Linked DNA regions of Sus scrofa: all the other regions are linked to region 3. A link is a contact called in public HiChIP or PLAC-seq and promoter capture Hi-C data. All regions are on one chromosome and are shown on one strand. The core of a region is the stretch at or near the end of the contact, and the rest is flanking DNA. Distances in the headings are between cores, read along the strand shown.

The links. Promoter capture Hi-C pulls out the DNA fragments that hold promoters and counts their contacts. HiChIP or PLAC-seq counts read pairs in DNA pulled down with a chosen protein or histone mark.
Region 1: a contact with region 3 is called in a promoter capture Hi-C map of fetal skeletal muscle, with 7 times the contacts expected there. The contact joins the enhancer-like site here to the promoter of ALDH4A1 in region 3. A contact is called at or near these places in 4 of 5 promoter capture datasets (fetal liver, fetal skeletal muscle and liver), 21 of 47 Hi-C or Micro-C datasets (alveolar macrophages, brain, embryonic fibroblasts and 14 more) and 2 of 2 datasets of contacts at active chromatin or transcription factors (alveolar macrophages and skeletal muscle).
Region 2: an H3K27ac HiChIP or PLAC-seq map of skeletal muscle shows a contact between it and region 3. The contact joins the enhancer-like site here to the promoter of ALDH4A1 in region 3. A contact is called at or near these places in 2 of 5 promoter capture datasets (fetal liver and liver), 7 of 47 Hi-C or Micro-C datasets (embryonic fibroblasts, epiblast stem cells, fetal liver and 3 more) and 2 of 2 datasets of contacts at active chromatin or transcription factors (alveolar macrophages and skeletal muscle).

Annotation. Positions count from the first base shown.
Region 1 is chr6:77,584,835-77,588,463 of Sscrofa11.1, forward strand. The region is part of intron 99 of UBR4 (E3 ubiquitin-protein ligase UBR4); the gene reads right to left. Among named protein-coding and RNA genes, the nearest start is that of UBR4, 120 kb to the right of the region's middle. Within about 2 kb of position 1,432, at least 13 of the 83 cell types and tissues checked have an H3K27ac peak or open chromatin away from gene starts, as enhancers often do. A contact at or near this core is called in fetal skeletal muscle, skeletal muscle and spleen, where this site is marked.
Region 2 is chr6:77,566,548-77,570,596 of Sscrofa11.1, forward strand. It overlaps UBR4 (E3 ubiquitin-protein ligase UBR4), which reads right to left. Exons shown (of 108, transcript XM_021095464.1): 108 at 1,862-2,244. The coding sequence ends at 2,180. Among named protein-coding and RNA genes, the nearest start is that of IFFO2, 110 kb to the left of the region's middle. Within about 2 kb of position 2,329, at least 9 of the 83 cell types and tissues checked have an H3K27ac peak or open chromatin away from gene starts, as enhancers often do. A contact at or near this core is called in skeletal muscle, where this site is marked.
Region 3 is chr6:77,401,321-77,405,442 of Sscrofa11.1, forward strand. It overlaps ALDH4A1 (aldehyde dehydrogenase 4 family member A1), which reads right to left and starts at 2,695. Exons shown (of 16, transcript NM_001252213.1): 1 at 2,633-2,695. The coding sequence starts at 2,694.

The DNA of each region.
Region 1 (3,629 bases), core at 182-2,681, 180 kb after region 3:
CGCCCCACAGGTTCCCCCAGACTCACACTCCAGTGTTCACTGAGCACATGTGTGCACACACGTGCATGTGCAGCTCCCAGCTTCCTGAAGTGTGCACTCTAGTTAGGAGGACAAACCACACACTGAGACCCCAACTCCACAGACTCCCTTGCACCTCACCCCCAAACTTCCTAGTTCCCACCCCTTTCAAAGGCACCAGCCACGGCCCTGTCACTCCATCCAGACGCTGAGCAGTGCTCTTGACTTATCCAGCTTCTTCACCCCCGTGTGCAATCAACTCCAAGTCCCACTCATCCCACCTCCCAGATCCCTGTCGAGGCCACTCACCAGAGTCCAGCTGCCAGGGCCTCTCCCCTGGATTATGACAAAAGCCTGCCAGCTGTTCCTCCTGCCTCTGCTCTCACCTCTCCAGTTCACCCTCCAGAGCATGGGCGGGGGCACTACCCTCAGGAGAAAACCCACATCCTCTCCTTGGAGAAGGTGATGTGGCCCCACGCCTGCATCTCCAGTGCCATTTCTGGCCATGCCTCACCTCCGAGGCAACTGTGTTCATTTCCGGAAATGCTTTCAGCTCTCTTGCCTCCAAGCCTTTGCAGGCACTATATTCTCCTCTTAGAATATAACCTCTTCCCTGTGACCCTGCCACATGGCACTTACCCCCGCTCTGCCATCACTATGTAGTTGGCTCTATCCGCCACCAGGCAGTAAGCTCCCAGCGGGCACAGACCATGACTGGCTCGCTCGCCAACCCTGCCTCAGCCTAGCCCAGCACGGGGAGCAACAGCCACTATGTAAGTAGGTGTTGAGAGAGAAGGGAAAGTCAGAAGTACCGAAGCCAAGTATCTCACTAGGTAAAGCCTTACTTTTGAAAAAGAGTTCCATTTGGTAACTAAGAACAAGCCTGGCATCTGCTGACCTGAGTTCTCAGCTCAAGGTGTTGCCAGTGACCAAATCACAATTGTGCCCCTTGATTTATCCACATTCAGAACAAAGACGTTGCAAGGAAGTAAGTGAAAAATCTTATGCAGGAAGAATTACCCCCCAAAATGTACTAATGATGACTCTCTCCGCTGAACTAACAAAAGCTGAGGACAATAGTTATTCAAGCAAGCTGTATGGCAGAATCTTTATTACAGCCAATGAACCACATTTTTGCAATGAGTTATCAGAGAAGATTACTAGATGAGAATGGGGGACTATATTTAGAATTGGCACTCTAAACAAACAAAAAATGCCGCTCTGAGGACTCTCAAAACTCAACATTAAACAAACATACACTGCTACTAGAGAACGGGAAAAAACTATGGACCTACACCTCACCGAAGAAGACAGGCAGGCAGACAAAGCCCATGAAAAGACGTGCAGCGTCGTCAGCCATTAGAGGAACACGACTGACACCAGGAGACACCACTCTACATCCACCGGCCTGGCGAAACAAACAAGAGAGACACCACCCACCGACTGCTGGCCAGCGTGCAGATGAAGTGGATCCCTCCCACACTGCTGCTGGGAATGTCACCCTGAAGACTTCTGGCAGCTTCTTCTAAGACAAAATAGCTCTCAGCGACTACACACGCCAGTAACTGCAGTCTTGGGCATTTATTCCAGAGAAATGAAAACTGATTCAAACACAGAAACCTGCACATGAACATTCATAGCAGCTTTATGGCATAACTGGCAATAACCCAGATGCTCTTTAATGGGTGATGGTTAAACAGGCGGGGGTGCAGCCCTACCGCGGACACAGCCCAGCAATAAGAAGGTACAAACTGCTGATACGGACAACAACCGGGATGAACTGCCAAAAACTTATGCTTACTCACTTATGAGTGAAAAAAACACCCAAACGTTACATGCTGCATGACTACTCCATTTAGTATATAACAATCTTGATGTGACAGAATTACAGGCAGGGACAGCAGATCAGTGGTGCCAGGGGTGAGTGGTGAGGGGGGGGGGGGGGTGTGGATGTGGCTATAAAAGGACAACAGGAGGCATCCCCGTGTGAGGAAACCACCCTGAGTCTGGACTGCATCCTTGTCAGTCTCCTGGCTCTGATAATCCCCTATCGTTCTACAAGATGTTACCACTGAGAGAAACTAAGGAATGTGTCCATACAATGTCTTTGTATTATTTCTTAGAAACTACATGTGAATCACAACTATCTCAAAATAAAAAGTTTAACTAAATAAACAAATCCAATATACCCATTAACAAAAGTTAAAAACCACACAATCGTCTCAATAGGTGCAGAAAAAGCATTTGAGAAAATTCAACATCCATTTATAATAAAAACTTATCAAAGTGGGTGTAGACAGAACATATCTCAACATAATAAAAGCCACTTATGACAGACCCACAGCCAATACAATACACAACAGAGAAAAGCTAAAAGTCTTCCCACCAAAATCTGGAACAAGGAGTTCCCGTCGTGGCGCAGTGGTTAACGAATCCGACTAGGAACCATGAGGTTGTGGGTTCAATCCCTGGCCTTGCTCAGTGGGTTAAGGATCCGGTGTTGCCGCGAGCTGTGGTGTAGGCTACAGACGCGGCTTGGATCCTGCGTTGCTGTGGCTCTGGTGTAGGCCGGTGGCTATAGCTCTGATTCGACTCCTAGCCTGGGAACCTCCATATGCCGCGGAAGCAGCCCAAGAAATGTCAAAAAGACAAAAAAAAAAAAAATAATAAAATCTGGAACAAGACAAGGATACCCACTCTCATCACTTTTATTATTGAAGGTCCTAGCCATAGCAATCAGAAAAAAAAGGAAGGAAGGAAGGAAGAGAGAGAGAGAGAGAGAGAGAGAGAGAGAGAGAGAGAGAGAGAGGAGAGGGAAAGACAGAAAGAAAGAAAGAAGGAAGGAAGGAAGGAAGGAAAGAAAGAAAGAAGGAAAGAAGGAAAGAAAGAAAAGGTTTCCAAATTGGAAGAGGTAAAATTGTCAGCTCTATGCAGATGACATGCATGTTACTATATACAGAAAACCCTAAAGACACCACATAAAAATTATTTGATCTGATCAACAAATTCAGCAAAGTAGCAGGATACAAGATTAACATTCAGAAATCATTTGCATTTCTATATACTAACAATAATATATTAGAAAAGGAATATAAAAAAATACCTTTTAAAATCACATTTAAAAAAAAGAAAGAAAAAAGAAAACCTAGGAATAAACCTGACCAAGGAAGTGAAAGACTTACATGCTGAGAACTATAAAACATTAAAACATTAATTTCCTAAATTAAAGACGATTCAAAGAAATGGAAAGATAGCCCATGCTCCTGGATTGGAAGAATTAATATTATTAAAATGGTCACACTACCCAAGGCAATCTACAGATTTAATGTGATCCCTATCAAATTACCCATGATATTTTCCCCCAGAACTAAAACAAATAATCCAAAAATCATACGGAACCGAAAAAGAACCAGAACTGGCCAAAGCAATCCTGAGGGAAAAAAAAAAAAACAAAGCAGGAGGCATAACTCTCCCAGACTTCAGACAATATTAGAAAGCTACAGTAATCAAGACAGTGTGGTACTGGTACAAAACCAGACATAAAACCAGAAATAAACACAGACACCTACAGTCAATTAATCTTCAACAAAAGAAACAAGAATATAAAATGC
Region 2 (4,049 bases), core at 1,079-3,578, 160 kb after region 3:
ACATGGTAGCAACGCCACATGCTGATGTGGGCCCGGAATGCCTCTCGGAGACGCAGGGGACGGACCTATGAGAGGGAATGAACTTGCTGTGCTGGTTTGAGACGTGAGTGTCCCTGAGACCAGGGTCTGCCATCCGTCCTCAAAGCTGGATGTACTGGACCTCACCCGAGATGTGGTGCTTCATTTAAACAGAGCCCCAATCCTGCAAACTGCAGATGAATTCATCCGTGAGAAGAGAGGCATCTCCTTACTACACGGCAGGCAATGAACTCCTGAAACTCACCACCTTCGCACCCAGTAGGTGTCCACACTCCCCTCCTGAGGGGACGAGGCTGCACACAAAGCGTGGGGGCTGGGCTGACTGAGGACTGGATGTGCCCCTCCCTCAAGCCAGTCAGTCCTTCAGAAACCGGTTACCCACCGCCACCACCAAGCACTCAGCGAACCCACCTTCTTTCCGCCAGGGCCCCCAGCTGGGCTCTTGCAACCATGTGCCTCTCTCTCTCTGGCTAAGCCCTGACCAGGACACTCACGCCTGCCTGTGGCTGCCTGGTTAGTGGCTCTGGGGAAGGTACACGAGGTCCTGGCTCTGGATGTCGTCTAAAGGGACCTGGAGGCACCTTCTGTCCTAAATGGTCTGGCCTGAGGAGTGAGCCACATAAATTGAACATCAAGATACAGGAGGCTGTCACTCCAAGAGCAGTTGGCAGAGCGGCCCAGAGGGATCTCAAAGAGATGGCCATTAGCAAGCTCTTTGCCTCCAACCAAGGCCACGTCTGGATCAGCCTTGCCCTCAACCTGCAGAGAAGCTCTAAGGAGTCTCCTGTCTCTCTGAGAGGGCTGCTGCCCACAAATGCGGGGAAGCAGGTCTCAAGGCTCCAGAGGCAGCTGCCAACTGTGGTTCAGGACATGGCCTCGGAAGCACAAAACCTCAGCTCTGGCAGCTACTGGCTGGGTGGCCTTGAGGTGTGATACCGGCTCAGAACTAGCTCCCCTTAAAAATAATTTTTAGGGGTTCCCGTCGTGGCACAGTGGTTTAACGAATCCGACTAGGAACCATGAGGTTGCGGGTTCGATCCCTGCCTCGCTCAGTGGGTTAACGATCCAGTGTTGCCATGAGCTGTGGTGTAGGTCGCAGATGCGGCTCGGATCCTGCGTTGCTGTGGCTCTGGCATAGGCTGGCAGCTATAGCTCCGATTAGACTCCTAGCCTGGAAGCCTCCATATGCCGCGGAGCGGCCCAAGAAATGGGAAAAAAAATAAAATAATAATAATTTTTATTTTGGTTGTACCCGTGGCATGTAGAAGTTCCTGGGCCAGGGATCAAACCTGCACCATAGCAGTGACCAGAGCTACTGCAGTGACAACACCCGATCTTTAACCTGCTGTGCCACAAGTGAACTCCCAGAGGCCCTTATTTTGTAGGCAAGGCTGTTAGAAAGACTAGAAATCACACACACACAGAGAAGGCACTCAAGAAAGGGAAGCTACTGGGAGAGGTCGTCAAAGCATTTCCGACAGGAAGCTAGCAGGGTTTGTCAAACGCCTCTGCCGTGGGAACACTAGCGTCCAACTGCACTGAGCTGAGGACTAGAAATAGAAAATCACTGACTCCACATGACTTTGGGCGCTAGTTCTTAAGGCCAAAAAAGAGGAGCCAAGGTGTTTGTTTCAAGAAAGATCACAGCCGTCAAACGCAATGCCCCAACTTGCTGGCCAAGAACAGACAGGCTCCATTTGGCGCTAAGAAGAGACAGTGACTATGATACACGCTGTCCTCCTTGCTGATGCCAGAAGGGCTGTGCAGGAAAGGCACTTGGCCAGTGCCACTACGGAGGGTTTAAGCACAGGCAACACATTCCTTTTCGATGTGTATTAAGTCATTCGTTTATTTCTCAGGATGGGCACACTCAAGTATTAAGTCGGCCAGGACAACTCATGGCTCCCAGGTATGTACAGATCCTTTGACGGCTTGGGTCACAGACAACTTCATAGCTAGTGCACCACACACACGAGATAAACAGGAGGCCTAAAAGCCCCAAGCCACTCCAAGAAGAAGGGGGAGGGGGAGGAGCAGTGTTGCAGCACCCCGTGGGGGAGTCAACGCACGGGAGGGAGACACAGAAGGATGGAAGGCCAGCTAGCGTCAATCTCCGTCGGCCGCAGATTCCGCATGGTGCTCAGGGCACTGAGTTCAGCAGATCCTTCAGGAAGCTCTCTGGATCGGTGATTTCTGCTAAGAGACCTGGAAACAGGCAGAGGCTGGTCAGCAGCGGCAGGCAGGCCCCCAGCCCCGAGTCACGAATACTGCATCCATGTAGGGAACGCGCTGTGCCCTGACAAGCCCTGACACAGCTGCTCACTGGAGGCGGGCCATGACTGGGGAGACAGTCAGCCTGCAAACATTCTCGTCCTGCAAGGAGGGTCCTGCTCTGGAACCAGGCCCTGCTGTTCGTTTAAAGGCATTAAAGTCACTGAGGCTGGTCTTACCACCTCCCTGGAGCGGTCTTTGCAGGGGTCCTGTAACTCCACTGACATGGAGTATAACATGGACAGGGGCTCCTGCAGACGGAGTGTCCACAGCCTTCAGCACATTTGCAGAGTGACCGGGGGCCAAAGACAGGCTAATCCTAATGGCACTGCCCTGGAGGGCTGGGAGGACAGGGTAGGCTGGGCTGGGAGGACAGGGCAGGCTGGCAGGACCCTGGCTCAGCTGACTTTCGATCCAACCCCTAGCCCAGGGCCTGCAGCAAGCTGCCAGAGTCAGGAGTGCTGTCTCCTCCGCTGGCAAACGGAGACAGTGACAAGTCTTCACGCTCCCCTGCTCTGGGGCAGATGCGAAGCCCTGAACCAAGGTGAGTATCTTCCTTGCCCTGCCCGCCTCCTCCTCCTCCTCCTCGGACTCTGACATTCATATGGACAGTCTCTGTAGATAGTCAGACCCCCAGGGGACGGGCAAGGCGCTGGGCCAGGAGACACAAGTGCACAGGCTACCTGCCCTTGGTCAGGGGTCATGGCTGAAGAAAATAAGGATATAGGTGAGGTAAGATGTCTAGACTGGAAAGACACCGTGGAGCATCCAGGGAAGTTAACAAAGCAACGGGGGTGGGCAGTGCTAACACCTGACCCCAGATAACGGGGGAGGCACCAGGCCAGCAAAGGCCCATCCAGCACAGCTTCCAGGGAGGCCATTGTAACAAACAGCCAAACTAGAAGGCAGGCTCAGGGCTTCTGGGGAAACTCCACCCGCTGGTGCTGAGCCGGGAGGGAAGAAGAATTCCCAGAGAGCATCCCTCCAGACATCTGAGGGTCTAGCTCCCAGAGGACCGCCTGAAAGCGTTAGTGGAGGCCTTCCCTTGATGGTGGATCTGGGAAGACCTTTTCCTGCTCTTAGATGTCAGACTAAGAGCGGCGGGGGGAGGAAACCAGCTCACAGAAGAGTGAGGCAGGTAGCTCCCCGGCTCTGGCTCTGGGAGCCCGACCTTGGAAAGGATGGCAGCAATGGGGGCTGATTGCCACGGCACCCACAGCCTGGGAGGACGCGGGATTTTCATCCTGGGTGGATTTTCCTAGCACTGGCCCAAGTCACCTCCCCCTGCTGTCATCTGATGCTTGGTTATGAAATCCAAACAAAATTTAATGTGCTTGCAATTTGGATGACAAATCTGCTGTGCAGAGCACCTGGACACAGCAGAGAACAATGAGCTGCACATTTACTGGCTATCAGGGCTGAGCAACCGTCTGAGGACGTCTCACGGGACAGCGTTCAGGGTGCTGCCCCGTTCCTATCAGCAGAGGTGTTCTTTGCTCTCTCTTTTTTATTTTTTGGCCATTTCTTGGGCCGCTCCCGTGACATATGGAGGTTCCCAGGCTAGGGTATAATCGGAGCTGTAGCTGCCAGCCTACGCCAGAGCCACAGCAACGCGGGATCCGAGCCGCGTCTGCGACCTACACCACAGCTCATGGCAATGCCGGATCATTAACCCACTGAGCGAGGCAGGGATCGAACCCGCAACCTCATGGTTCCTAGTCGGATTTGTTAACCACTGC
Region 3 (4,122 bases), core at 1,445-3,944:
CCTTTTTGCCTTATCTCTGTTTACCATGGACACATACTTATTAAATAAAAAGAAGATGCACAATCAAGAGTATGTTTAAAAATCAGTTGTGCTTCCTGGCACTCCAAGCAAAAAGGGAAACACTCCATGATGTCACCCATGCCAGTTCCTTAAGAGATGGTTTTTTCTCAGCACTCAAGTTTTATGTAACATAATCTCTGTAGAGATGATCACTAAAAATGTCCTAAAATTGCTTCTCCATAAATACAGACACAGGTGTGTTGTAAATATCTGTAAATGGACAAGTGACTAAATTCCAAAACGTGGCTCTCAACCAGGAGAGATTTTTGCCACCTTGACCCCAGGTGACATTTGGCCATGTCTGCAGACAATATTCTTTTGTCACGACTAGGGGATGCTATGACCTCTAGTGAGTAGAGCCCAGGATGCTGCTAAATCTCCCACAACACACAGGCAGTCCCTACAACAAAGGACTTTCGGACTCAAATGTTCATACTGCCTACAGTCCGAGGCTGGGAAACTGGGGCATCAGGCCAAGTGCTATATGCAAAGAGGTAACCTGAGCCGGCAGATCTGGTTGCAAAATGCTCTGATTGCAAAATGCTTTTTTCCACTCGGGAGGTTTTGTAATGAAGAGTGAGTCTGGAGGCAGCTTTATATTTGTCTTAACTGGCAGGTAATTTTCCCATCTATAAAATGGTAAGAATACAGTGCTTATCAGCCTAGTGCCAAGCCTATAGTACTTGATTGCTTGGTAACAATTGCTGTTATGAGGTGGTTTTGGTTTTTTGTTTTTGTTTTTTGTCTTTTTAGGGCCACATCCACAGCATATGGAGGTCCCCAGGCTAGGAGTCAAATTGGAGCTGTAGCTGCTGTCCTGCACCACAGCCCCAGCAACTCCAGATCCTTAACCCACTGAGCGAGGCCAGGAATTGAACCTGCATCCTCATGGATGCTGGTCAGATTCATTTCCACTGAGCCATGACAGAAACTCCAGAGTTTTGGGGTGTTTTTTTGTTTTTTCCAGAATATGGATTTCTTTCTACCAGATATTAGAGGATTTTTTGAGTGTTTTGTTTGTTTGTTTGTTTGTTTTGCCTAAGGCTCTCTTCCCCATTAAACTGAAAACTCTTAGAGGGCCCCCATCCACAAGCAAATCCCCTGGGTACCCCTCCCTGCAATGTCTAGCACAGCACTTGCACACGTGGGTAATCAGTAAACACGTGAATCTAGGCAGCTTTCATCTAGGGTCTGAGATGGGTAGTCTCAGAGTCCAGGGAGAGGCCAACAAATGGGATCACGTTGGTGAGCGTGGCCCCTGGTCTTGGTTTGGAAGGGCCCTTCTCTTCCATGTCCCCTTCTCTACCCTGTCTTCCACCTCTCCCCACTCCCAGAGAATACGCTGCCCTGCTGAAACTCATCCATGCCCAGGGCACCACAGCACTATCCCTTGGGACACTGATTAACTCCGAACGGGCATGGCTGAGCCAGCAGGAGAGACAGGGCTGGCCACAGTCCTAGGGGTCGGGCAAACAAAACGCAAACTGGGGGCAGGAGCTGCCCAGCTCTGAAACAGAGACCAGCAGAAACTCGGGTCCAAAAGGGTGCATGCAGCCTCACCAGTCTATGGGCCTCTCTGGGGCAGGATCTGTGCTCTACCCATACCCTCCTCAAGACCAAGGGCAGAAAGGGGCTCTGAGAACAGGTATCACTGAGTGGGCAAGGGTCCAGGAACCCAACTCCACAGCGTGGGGATTTGCAAACCTGGATTTGTAGGGCAGCTCCACTCTGAAACTACACCCGGGTTTCTTCATCTGTAATTTGGAATAACAGCTACCCAGGAGAAGGTTAAACATGAGTGATAATAATGATCGTGGTTAATAGTAACTGGGCACTGCCTAGGTGCCAGGTACTGTTCACTGCACTTTACATGTACTAACGCATTTATTCACCATCACAGTAAGGCACATGCCCCAAGGACCTAGCACAGGTTTGGCATTCTATACACACCCCGTAAGTATTATTGTTCCACCTATCAGGAAAAAAATCCAAAAGGTCTCCTTTTCTTTCTCCCCAACACTTGACTTGAAAAAAAGGAGAAAAAGAAAAGCGAGAAATAGAAATGCTCGTAGACGGAGAAAGGACCCAAAGAAGCCCGAGGATGGGTCCTGAATGTAAGACAGAGGGTGCGGAGCTAAGAAGCGGGGTGTGCTAAAAATAGAGGTGCCCTCAGAGGAAGCCACAAAACTCCGGCCGTGTGCAAATTTCGAAGACCCAATACCAGGAGAAAGAAGAGTGACTGGAGGCTAAACTCTAAGCGAGGGAGCCACAAGAGCACCGAGCTACACCAACACGCTGCAAGACTCAGGAAGGGGATGCCCCTCGATGAAGGAAGGCGACCGCCTTTGGGAGACGGGGAGATCGCAGTGGGAGGAAGGCCTAGGCAGCGGTCGGACGGCACCTGAGGAAGTGTCACCCGCCGGAGGAGAGCCCCTGGGAAAACCGGCAAGGGTCTGGCAAGGAGGGAGTCCCGCACCGGGAGGCGCCCAGCGACCCCACCCCCCACCCCCACCCCGGGACCCTCGGCCATTAGGTGCCGCTAGGGTTTTCCCCAGGCCCGGTGCTCACTCACCCGGCCGCCCTCCAGGGGCGAGCCAACAGGGCACGGCGGAGCGCGGGCAGCGACAGCAGCATCTCGAGCTCAAGGCGCGGCTGCTCGCTGGACCGTTCGCCCCCGGAGCTGAGAGAAGGCGCGGCCCCGCCCGGAGCGCACCACCTCGAACATAGGGGAGAACCTATCACTCCGGCCGTCCTCAAAGTAGAGCTCTACAGAAATATCTCTATATTTACCTTCTACTAACAAAATAATTCTCTTTTCATGGCATTATAAAGAGTATTATATGACAAAGAACAAAATAACTCAAAAGAGAATCCTTGAAATGTTCATATTTCCCCCTCCCCTCTTTATGGTTTGACCCAGCCGGCCTCCAAAAGGGCCGAGGGCCAGAGGGAGTGAGCTCCACCGACCAATCAGAGTGACACATGGGAGCTCCTGGACCAATCAGAGGTGTGGTCATGTTGCAGCCTTCTTAGGCCGGGATAGAGGGGCTGAAACAGCCAATGAAAAAGCGGGAGTGGAGCACGTGTGAGGCGGAGCGGAAGGACCGCGGGTCTGTGGGTCAGGTGCTGCTTGAGTCCCGGCCCCACCACTCTAGCTGCCCTTGATTTGTGGACGATAGACTCTTGACCCTGCAAGGCCACTCTGCAGCCAGCCCCCTGCCTCTACTCAGAGGCTGCAGCCCCTGGAATGAGCCTGCTGTCCCTAGTTCTGGCTTCCTGGCTGGCACCCAGCCGCCCTCTCTCTCCATCTCCGGGCCTGTAGCGGGGCCACCCAAAAAGCTTCCTGTGGCCTAAAGCTTAGATAAATCGGCCTGCTTCGTTGCAGATTACGATCAAAAGAAGATAAAACCCGAGCCATCCTATGCTCAGGCTGTCCTTCAAAGCCTTTATTTTTGCAACCTAGAGCACAATTTCAATTTTTCTCTTGGAGAAGTTGTTTGCCTGATGAACGTTATTTATTTATTCACTTAGGTCTTTTTTATGGCTACACTCGCGGCATGTGGAAGTTCCCTGGCTAGGGGTCTAATCAGAGCTGCAGCTGCCGGCCTACTACCCCACAGCCACAGCAACGTGGGATCGGAGCTGCACCTACGACCTGCACCACTGCTCACAGCAACGCTGGATCCTTAACCCACTGAGCGAGGCCAGGGATCCAATCTGCATCCTCATGGATACTGGTCGGGCTCCTTACCGCTGAGCCACAACGGGAACTTCCGTGATGAACGTTATTTAATACTGGGATTCTGAAGTCTTCCTGAGGACAGAATCTTAAGGGCGCATTCTATTCCTAAAGTGCTGTTATGGTTTTTCTAATGCATTCTTCTAATGTATCTGTTTAAATGTTTTCCAGCAGAGTGTACCCAGAACCCGCTGAGGAGTCATTAGAGTTCCAAAGCTCATGGTAGTTTATCCCTGTCATTGGCAAAAGACATAACCTTACTGAGCCTGTTTCCATGTCTATAAAATGGGGGTAATAATATCCACCTTAGGATGCCCTCATTA